Linked DNA regions of Muntiacus reevesi: region 2 is linked to region 1. Evidence: chromatin contacts called from public Hi-C data. All regions are on one chromosome and are shown on one strand. The core of a region is the stretch at or near the end of the contact, and the rest is flanking DNA. Distances in the headings are between cores, read along the strand shown.

Region 1 (5,037 bases), core at 1,530-4,029:
CAAACAGAAAATACCACTATGCGAGAAAGGTGAGTATAGCACCCTCTGTACTTCTCTTTCCTGGTGAAACTCCCTGGAACAGTGAACAATGACTCGCAGACATACTTCCATTTAACATACCAGGTGATCAAGGTTAAAAAGAACACTTTTAAACCAGAAAGTCTCAAGAAATAGATAAACCATATAGAGGAATTAATCCCATTGTTAAAGATCCACGCTTTCTGCCAAAACCACACTTGGTTTGGGAAATTTTATTTGTTGTCAGGTAAGTGTAAACAAACAGTGAAGAAAGCTAAGCAATATAGAGCCTCATAAAAGGTTACCTTAGCTCTAGTTTTCCCAAGTTATATGTTAACAAATAGCGTTAGTTTTAAATAAAAACAACAAAAACAACAACAAAACACCTCTTTTCCAGCTAAGGCAAGTCAACCAAATGAGTGATTTTCTTTAGTGATACCTGGCTTATCCCATACCCTGTTCTCAAAAGCAGCCCTAATCTCTCCCACAGGTCACCAGACAACCAGGAACCGAAACAACTGAAAATGCACTTCCAGTCTCGGAAATATCAACTCATTGCTCTGGGTTCAGAAAAGCCATTTAAACGTTCTCCAAATGCCTGAGATTAGTACACGGCAACCAAATGGCACAGCATGGCATCAGCGGGTCTCTTTTTTCATCTACCCACTCAGAATCCCGCAATGAATGCAGCAGATCTCTCAAGGCCAGAGTGCAGGGGGTAAGAGTACCATGCGCAGAAAATAGGAAGCCTGCTTTATGATAGAGGGGGAAGCAAGCCAGGGCAGTCTTGTTTCAAAGAACCTAGAAGCGCTTACTAGTTCAATCCACCCCCAAATCCATGCCACCCTTTCAACTTTACAATTAAAAGAGAGGAGAAATTCCGGTCAACTCGCCTTGGGGGGTTGGTCTGAGGGAAGAGGACTCAAGTAGGGAGGAGGATGGAGTGAGAAAGAGCAAGCCAATGAAAGGATACCAAAATTTTCCCACCTTTCTTAAATTCTTCCAGCATAGCGTCCAACTTGGTGTCATTGAAAACAAAGTGCAAGGGGTGGTTATAAAATTTCGTGATGGTTTTCAGGGGAGTGCAGTCATCCGGATCCACGAAGGCCAAGTCTTTGACGAAGAGGAGGTCCACGATGTTGGAGCGTTCCCCCTCAAACACTGGAATCCGAGTGTAGCCGCTCTCCATGATCTCCGACATGGTGTTGAAGTCCAGAATGGCTTCCCCGGCGATCATGAAGCAGTCCCGGAGGGGCGTCATCACGTCCTCCACCGTCTTGGTGCGGAGCTCCAGCGCGCCTTGGATGATATTCAGCTCCTCCTTCACCAGGTCGTTGTAGGGGTCTGTGACCCGGAGCATCTCGAGCAGCTTTTCCCGGTTATAGACGGTGCCTATCTCCTGGCCCAGGACGCAGTCCAGCAGCTTGCTGACCGGGTAAGAAGCGGGAAAGGTCATCATCATGAAAAACTTGGTGAGGAAGATGGTGTTGGCTCCCACCGCCAGGCCGTGGCGGGAGCATATGGCCTGGGGCACGATCTCCCCGAAGATGACGATGCCGATGGTGGAGACCACCACCGCCACGAGGCCTGAGCCAGCGATGTCGTCGAGCAGGATGGTGAGCGTGGTGTTGACCAGCACGTTGCCCAGCAGCAGCGAGCACAGCAGGTAGTTGCCCTGCCTGCGCACGGGCTCGATGCGCTTGGCGTAATTCTTCTCCTTCTCCGTGCCGCAGTTCTGCACGATGCGCAGCTCCATCGGGTCTAGGGCCATGAGTCCAAGGTTGAGGCCGCTGAACATGCCCGACAGGCACAGAAGCAGCGAAATGAAGATCACCTGCAGCCAGAAGGGCAGCAGGAACTTCTTTTCCTCCCCCACGATCATCTTGGTGTCCTCGCCATCGTGATAAATCCAGGTGGTCTCGGCCCACGGGGGCGGCGGGAGCCCGGCCACCCCGGAGCCGCCCTTGCCCCCGACGGCGCCACCCGCGGACCCCGAGCCGCCGGCGCCTAGTGCTGGCGTGGAGAGCGACGTGCACAGGTAATAGGACTTGCTCTTCTCCATCTTACGCAGCGGTTTGATCTCTATCTCAATGATGCCCGATGTACGGCGGTTGAGAATGATATGGGGCAAGATGATGATATCTGATGTGCGGATGCCGCAGCGCTGGGGGCCGCTGTCCGGCTCCGGCGGCGCGGGTCCACCCAGCCCGCGCTCGCCGGGGCTGTGGCGCTGCCGCTCATGCTCTGTGAAAGCAATGCGGGACCATGTCTCGTTGTTGATGTTCTGCCCGTACACCCGCAGCTTGACCCGGGTCCGCTCGCTCACCCGCAGCGCCCCCCCTTCCATGAACGACACGTCGTTCGTGTCCTCCAGCCGCAACCCGATGATCACCGTCTCTTCGTTCTCGCCCACCGCCGTGCAGCCGCCCGCGCCGCAGCAGCAGCTCAGTAGTAGCAATGGCAGCAGCCTCCCCGCCGCCGCCTGCAGGACCCCCCGGCCGCGGGCGCTGAAGCTGCGGCGCGCCGCCATCTTCCAAGAGGGCAGTGCGGCGGCTGCCTGCCCGCCCGCCATCTTTACTTCGGGTTCACAAGAGCCACAGCCAATCATAGGGTGGCTGCTCCAGCTGCGGCTTCATCCTTCTCAGCCGGCGGCGCGAGCGCAGGCATCGGCCCGCGGGGCGAGATTGCAATGCTGTGTTCGAACCCACTGCTCAGCAACCCGCCTCCCTGACTGACACTGACTCGGCCTGGGCCAGCACCGAGACCTCGAGGCTAGCGGGAGGGGGGAGAGGGTGGGGGGAGTGCCAGCGGCTGCAGCAAGAGTCAGGCCGACCAGCCAATCACCAGCAGGTGCCCGCCCTCCCAGCCAGGGGGCTGGAATGGGGGCGTGGCCGTGAGCGGCGCCGCGAGCCAATGGCAAGATAAGTGGGTGGGGAGACGAGGGACAGCGTCCTCCTCTGCTCTCCAAGTTTCCAACTGAAAGGCGCGTGACTCTTGTGTATGTGCGAGGGGAGGAGGTGTGGCCAGCCCCGGCTCAAGAGCCAGTCACAGATGAGAGCCGAACGAAAAGGGGCGGAGCCCCCCGTCCCGGCCGCCAATGCACAGGGGCCTTCTGCGAGCCTGACGCCCCGGGGGGGACTCGGTAGTACCCCTGTCCCTAGGTTGGCACGCTGGACCAATGTCCTGTGCCCCGAGGCGGCCGGTTCTCGCCGCGCCACGCTGCCGGCTCCCGCGTGCTCAGTGACCGTGCAGAGGTCTGCGCTTTCCTGACCCAAGACGCACATCAGCCTAAAATGCGCCCCTTTTCTTTACTCCTGCGCGCCTCTCCGCTCGGGATGAGCGGTGGCCGGTGGGCCCAATACCACATCTACGCGCTCCTCTGGAGCCGCTCGCTTATCCCTAAGGGACAGACGGCCTCTGCAGCTCACGGTCAGGGAGCGCCACCTGCCGGTAGCATTGGCTCCCTGCAATGCTTTCCAGGTACGCTGCAAACCCAAAAAGGTATTCTGGCAGTTCCCCATCTTCCAAGTTATAAGAATCCCTTCACTTTCTTACTGAAAAAAAATATATTCCCTGGCCCCATTCCATACTTACTGGATGGGTAGGACTTAGGAATCTATTCCTAGTAGGCACTCGGGAAAATCTGGGAAATGGGAGGGGGCGGACATCCTAAGCAGACCCATAAAGTCTCATTCTTAAACACACTGATCAAACCCTGCTAGGTTCATTGGTGGCTCAGGAGAAAAAAATTCTGAAGACCAAGGACTCCCAAGCCCACTCTGGACTCCCAAGCCTACTCTGTATCTGGAGGAAACAGAGTTGCCAAATTGGTTTTTTTTCTTGCAACTTAAACATCCCCCAAAAATAATTATTTCCGTTTTTTTAATGCTGCAAGCACATTTTCCTTTCTGTAAAATTTTTATTAATTTCTAATAGATATAACTGCAAGGGCCTCCTCACTGTTCTATCGTCTTCTACACCTGTCCCCTTCCCTTCTCAACCCACCAGCCAGAGTAGTTTTGTTAAATAAGCCACTGTCCCTTCTTTGTGTGAAACCCTACTCTGGCTTTCCAACTCATCACAGTAAAAGCCACTGGCAGCTATAGTATTGACAAGGGTCTAAAAGACCTACTGTCCCCCCCACCCCGCCCCACTTTCTTCTATAACCCTATCATCTGGTGCTCCAGCCAGATTCTCCTGGTTATTCATTCTCTCTAGGGATGCTCCCTTAGGGAGCCTGTATACATGCTGCTGTTGCCTGTGCCTGGGACTCTCTTTCCCCCAGATGTCAGCAGAGAACCCTAGACTACCTCCTTCAAGACTGTTTCAAGTCCATCTTTATAAACCAGTGACCAAACACTCCCTATTCTCCATCCTTACTGTATTTTCCTTAATTTGGTGTGTATCTGTCTCCTACTAGAACTTAAGCTTCCTAAGGGCAACGATTTTGTCTGTTTTATTCACTGCTGTATCATCAGGGCCTAGAAGAATAATAGATGCTCAAAACAGTACTTGTATTTTTAAAAATGAAAGGATTTTTATTCTGAGTGCTCCAAATAATGTCCCCAACTCTAGTTTCCGGTCCTTCAGTCTCTTTCTCTCTTTTCTTTCTTTAATAAAGTTGACTTCTCTCTTATATGGAAGAGAACTGAAGGTCTGCATTCACAGCTGCTATGAAGGTGATTGCAGCCATGAGATTAAAAGACGCTTACTCCTTGGAAGGAAAGTTATGACCAACCTAGACAGCATATTAAAAAGCAGAGACATTACTTTGCTAACAAAGGTCCATCTCGTCAAGGCTATGGTTTTTCCAGTGGTCGTGTATGGATGTGAGAGTTGGACTATAAAGAAAGCTGAGCACCAAAGAATTGATGCTTTTGAACTGTGGTGTTGGAGAAGACTCTTGAGAGTCCCTTGGACTGCAAGGAGATCCAATCAGTCCATCCTAAAGGAGATCAGTCCTGAGTGTTCATTGGAAGGACTGATGCTGAAACACCAGTACTTTGGCCACCTGATGTG
Region 2 (4,760 bases), core at 821-3,320, 420 kb before region 1:
TGCTGCAAAGTTTTTTCTGATTTGCGCGTCTTTCTTGTACCTCCGCGGGGGAAGCTTTCTTCCATGGCTGCCATGTTTGAGTGTCCTAAAAACAATGCAAGAAGTTGGTAATATGTACTTTAGTGTCAAGGCTGTGATCAATGGGCAAGAGACAAAGCCTTCTAGCACCAGTGTGCCAGACAGCATTCAGGACTAAGAAATGGATGGTTTGATGCCAGGCAACAGATAATCCATAATTCATCTTTCTGAAGGTCTTTGCTTCAAAACCACACATTCACATATTTTTCTCCAGTAAGTTATACTTTCAATGGAGCATCATTAAGCAGCTTCAGTTAAGTCACAGATACTCAAATGACTACATAACCCCTTACCTTCAAAGAATACGCACACTTCTAAGATAAAACAATTCTGCAAATAATCTAAAATACAGATCAGGTTATAAGCTATCAAAAAGGAGGTAGAAAAATGAGACTTCAGCAGAGGAGGAAGCCTTCCTTAAAAAGATGCTGCATGTTTGAGCTGCATGTTAAAAGATGAAACCAATTATTCTGAGCACCAATACATCTGTCAAATTGCTCACAAAGACTTCCCTGCTGGTCTAGTGGTTAACGATCCTCCTGGCAATGCAGGGGACACCATTTAGAGCCCTGGATCCAGGAAGATTCCACATCCCATGAACAACTAAGTCCATGCACTACAACTACTGAAGCCGCAGCACTGCAGAGCCTGTTCTCCACAACAAGAGAAGCCACCACAATGAGAAGCCCCTGCTCACCACAACTAGAGAAAGCCTGCAGAAACAAAGACTCAGTGCAGCCAAATAATACATAATTTAAAAAATATTTAAAACTGCTCACAAGCTTGCTCGTCTTTCTTTGAAGAACTGTTCAACTAGATCACAAGGTGAATAAAGCATAATAATTGGAATTAAATTTTAAAAGACAGGTTGAGCTCTCTGTGTCAGATCTTTCATTGGGTGTGAGTAAATTAACTTTTACTTGGGCAAGTTAGATCCTTAAGAAAAGGAAAAGACAGAACAGTAACCAAAACAAATATATACTGCAGGCTATAGCCTGGACAAGGAGACAGGACTGAAGCTTCGAAGGTAAACCGACTGCGTGCTAAGCCACTTTGGTTCTGTCGACTTTTCGCGACTCTACAGACTGTAGCCCGCTATGCTCCTCAGTTCATGGGATTCTCCAGGCAAGAATCCGGAATGGGCTGCCATTTCTTCCTTCAAGGGAATCTTCCCAACCCAGGGATCGAACCTGCCTCTCTTCTGTTTCCTGCATTGGCAGGCGGGTTCTTTACCGTTAGCGCCACAAGGAGATAGAACTGAAGGAAGGTACATACCGGGTAGGGTTCAACTGCACTACAACAGAGAAATAACGAGAACCAGAACTAGGTTTAAGTGAGAACAGGAGGAGGTTCTGAGAGACACCTGGGAATAGGAATCTAAAAAGGCTTGATACTGTGGAAGAGGTGAGGACCTAGAGGGAGCCTAGGAAGGAGTTGGAGTAAAGAATGGCTATATTTCGTTAAAAAAAAAAAAAAAACAGGACAAAGCAATGCGGTCTAGTTTACTAGGAATTTGACCCTTAATTTCACTTCACAGAAGGGGAAACTGAAACTTCAAAGAGTAAAGTGACCCTGCGACAAAGGGATCCGAGCTACTTCCTAGGAACATAACCTGACGTTACAGGGACCACTCCAGCAGAGCCGGCTTCTGACGTTGAATGCGGTGGCCTAACCACTCACCCGGCACTGCGGGTGCATGGCAGGGATCCAAAGCATCTAGTCCTGGGACAGACCTGGAAACCACGAAGTTTCCACCCTTGTCGCTTTTGCCCCCACTCACCAGCCCCGGGACGCCAGCACTTCCACTTCAGAGGCCGCGCCACTGTAATCACACACGCGGAGACTGGTACACCCGCAGGCTAACGCTGCTCTTCCGGAACCGTGGGCGGGCTCAATGCCCTATTTCCGTTACCATACTGGATCCAGTTCTACAGGGAGGGGGAGGAGATTTAGAGACAGGAAACGGAAGGGCGGGGCTTATAAAGGTAGCCAATCAACGCAGAGGGCCGAACACTTCAGGCCCGTTTAACGTGTGAGGGGGAGGTGGTGTCTTCCGGCGGGGTCGAGGGGCAGCGGTGTACGGTGAAGGACATAGGCCGTGGAGTTTGAACCCCCTGAAAGGTGAGTGTGGAGGGGAACATGGATTTAGACCACGCGCCTCCGCTCTGTGGGGCCGGCCTGAAATCAGACTGTCTCCTGGTCCAGGCACACCGCGAGGCCTTCGCTGTGGTGGGGGCTGGCGGAGAGTGGTGGTAAATAGAAAAGGAATTAGAGAAAATGAAGGCCGGTCGTGAGGGTTCGGACAGTGATTGGGAAGCCTGGGCGCGAGGCTCCTAAAGGCCCTTAGAATGTATTTTCCAGTGGAGAAAAGGAGGCCTGCAGGGAAGGGAGGCTCCTCCAAGGTCACTCAGTGACGTATTATTGGATCAGAACGGACTTACGACCCCAGCTCTCGTCTTAGTAACCTCTCTTCCACTGTATGCCCAAAGCAGTTTGTTTCCACCGAGCTATGCGTAGGAAGCTGTCCAGCCAGGTCTCCTTTAGCTGAGCTGCAGCCTTTGTCCGGCGAGAGTGAGTGTGGCCCGGCCCCGGGTAAGCGGGTTAGATATCTATCTGTGTTCGGTCGGCGGGAAGCCCTTTCACTAATAGTAGCTAGAACAGAGAGCTATAAACTCCTTGTACCAGAGGCAGCTTCTGGTACCTGAGCGGCTGTCTCTTGTGTTTGACTCTTTTCCCGCGAGATCTCACCATCTCGGGTAGGTGTCCGGTCAGACCGACCAGCAGTACCGAGAAACAGAAAGCGAGGGTAGTGGGTCACTTTTGGCCTTTTCTGAAGTGCCCATTTTACAGGTGAAGAGAGGCATGTAAAGATTAATTATATTTAAAAGTAGTTCGCCGCGCAGTTAGAAACAAGCGAAGAACCCATGGCTTAGACTTTGCCATAGGCTACAGTTTAACAATTTGTACGGTTCTGTTTAATCTTAGGTATTTTTCATTCATGTCTTTCTAAACTGATGTATATATAACTCAAAAGGAAAGCAAGTTTCGGTTTAATTATTCCACAAAGTACACTTAACACAAGGATTCCTGATCTTTGTCCAAAAGTTACCTGAAGTTTGCTGAGGATACTAACCGAAGTGCTTACTGGGTTTGCTGCAGTTGTTCAGCGGCAGCATCTCACTTCCCCTTCCATCTCAGTGTTTTTCGAATCTCGACTAAATTGCCACTGGTAAACTGTGCCTTCCTACAGTCAGAATTAGTCCTCTGTGGAATATTGCAGACATCAGCCTTCCTTCTGTATTGTATAGAGGGAGATTTAAGGCACCTTAAGATTGTTTCAGTTGGATACCACATTCTTCGGAAAATGTTTGTTAGACACAAGTTAGTCCTGTAGGATTTTTCCTAGAAACCTGTTTGATACTATTAAGGATCCAAAAATCAGTCCTGAAGATGAATGGGAAAGCATGTCTTTAATAAGTTTACTAAAACCTTTACTATAAAAGCCATATCATAAAAGTTTCTTTTAATGGAGATTTTCCTACTTGGGCTGGACTGGCCTAGGCCTCTAAGGTGACCCAAGGAAGTTTGGAATCCTCCATTGCTACAAGAACCTTCTTGAAACTGTTCACAATTAAGGTCATTTGTCAAGGTTTTCATTGCCAATTCTATGCTTGTGAATGCCCCTGAAGGCCTTTGAATGGAAAACTGTAGAGTGCCGGTTTCCATAGCAGCAGCTTCCTCACAGGTTTCCCCTGAGTCTGTCTCATCATCAAGAGTCGGCTGAGTCACTGCCACTGCCTACCAATCTCGACCGGACCTCGACCGGCTCGTCTATATTGCCAATCGACTCGGCGTGGCGTCGGTCGTGGTAGATAGGCGGTCATACAGACGAGTTTTCGAGTGTTGCTCTGGTGACCTTTGATGTGCCTTTATAAAAGAAATACATGCCTTTGTGAAATACATAGGCTCTATAGATGTAATCCTCTTTTCAAGCCTGCTGTATATTCAAGGGTTTTTTCCCCCTATATAATTACTAATAAGAGTTTGGTTTTCTGTTACTGCAATGTTTTTCAAACTTTAACATACATCGGAATCACCTAGACTGCATATTAAAACAGATTGCTGGGCCCCAGAGTTTCTGATTCAAAAGGCCTAAGAATTTGCATTTCCAATAAGTTTCCATGGATGCTGACAGTGTAGGGACCAAACTTTGAGAACCTTTGATATGCTCTATAATGCCCAGAAATAGGAACTTTTAATATTGCAAGGGAACATCTTTTCATGTCTGTATTTAAAGATCTCCATGCATTGTTTCCTCCCATGGGAACATCATTTATCAGTTTCCTGTAAATGCACTTGTAGTTATTTCCATAAACTGTATTTCAGTTACCATCCTTGAACCATACTACATGTTTCCACTTTATAATGTTTCTATATAAGGATAAATTCCTGGTGAACAAATTGAACCAACTAGATAAAAGGATAAACTATACCCTGTCATAATTCAGTAGATATTACAGAATTGCATTTTAGGAAGGTTGTACTCACTCCAGTTTACACTCCCTCCAGGCAGCAGAGACTGCTTATTTTCCCACATTCCCACTACTGCTGCTTATTACGATAAATTTATCTTTGCAGTCTGATGGTTAAATACTTGTCTCATTTCATATTTCCTTCACTGA

Evidence for each region. A called contact is a pair of places that touch in the nucleus more often than the background predicts.
Region 2: a Hi-C map of muscle shows a contact between it and region 1, with 7 times the contacts expected there. The contact joins the promoter of ATP5MK here to the promoter of CNNM2 in region 1. A contact is called at or near these places in 2 of 3 Hi-C or Micro-C datasets (blood and muscle).

What each region holds. Positions count from the first base shown.
Region 1 is chr2:146,063,970-146,069,006 of mMunRee1.1, reverse strand. CNNM2 (cyclin and CBS domain divalent metal cation transport mediator 2) reads right to left here and starts at 2,779. Exons shown (of 7, transcript XM_065923238.1): 1 at 1,006-2,779. The coding sequence starts at 2,626.
Region 2 is chr2:146,479,114-146,483,873 of mMunRee1.1, reverse strand. ATP5MK (ATP synthase membrane subunit k) reads left to right here and starts at 2,070. Exons shown (of 4, transcript XM_065923251.1): 1 at 2,070-2,199. It overlaps PDCD11 (programmed cell death 11), which reads right to left and starts at 1,956. Exons shown (of 36, transcript XM_065923254.1): 1 at 1,859-1,956; 2 at 1-85. The coding sequence starts at 74.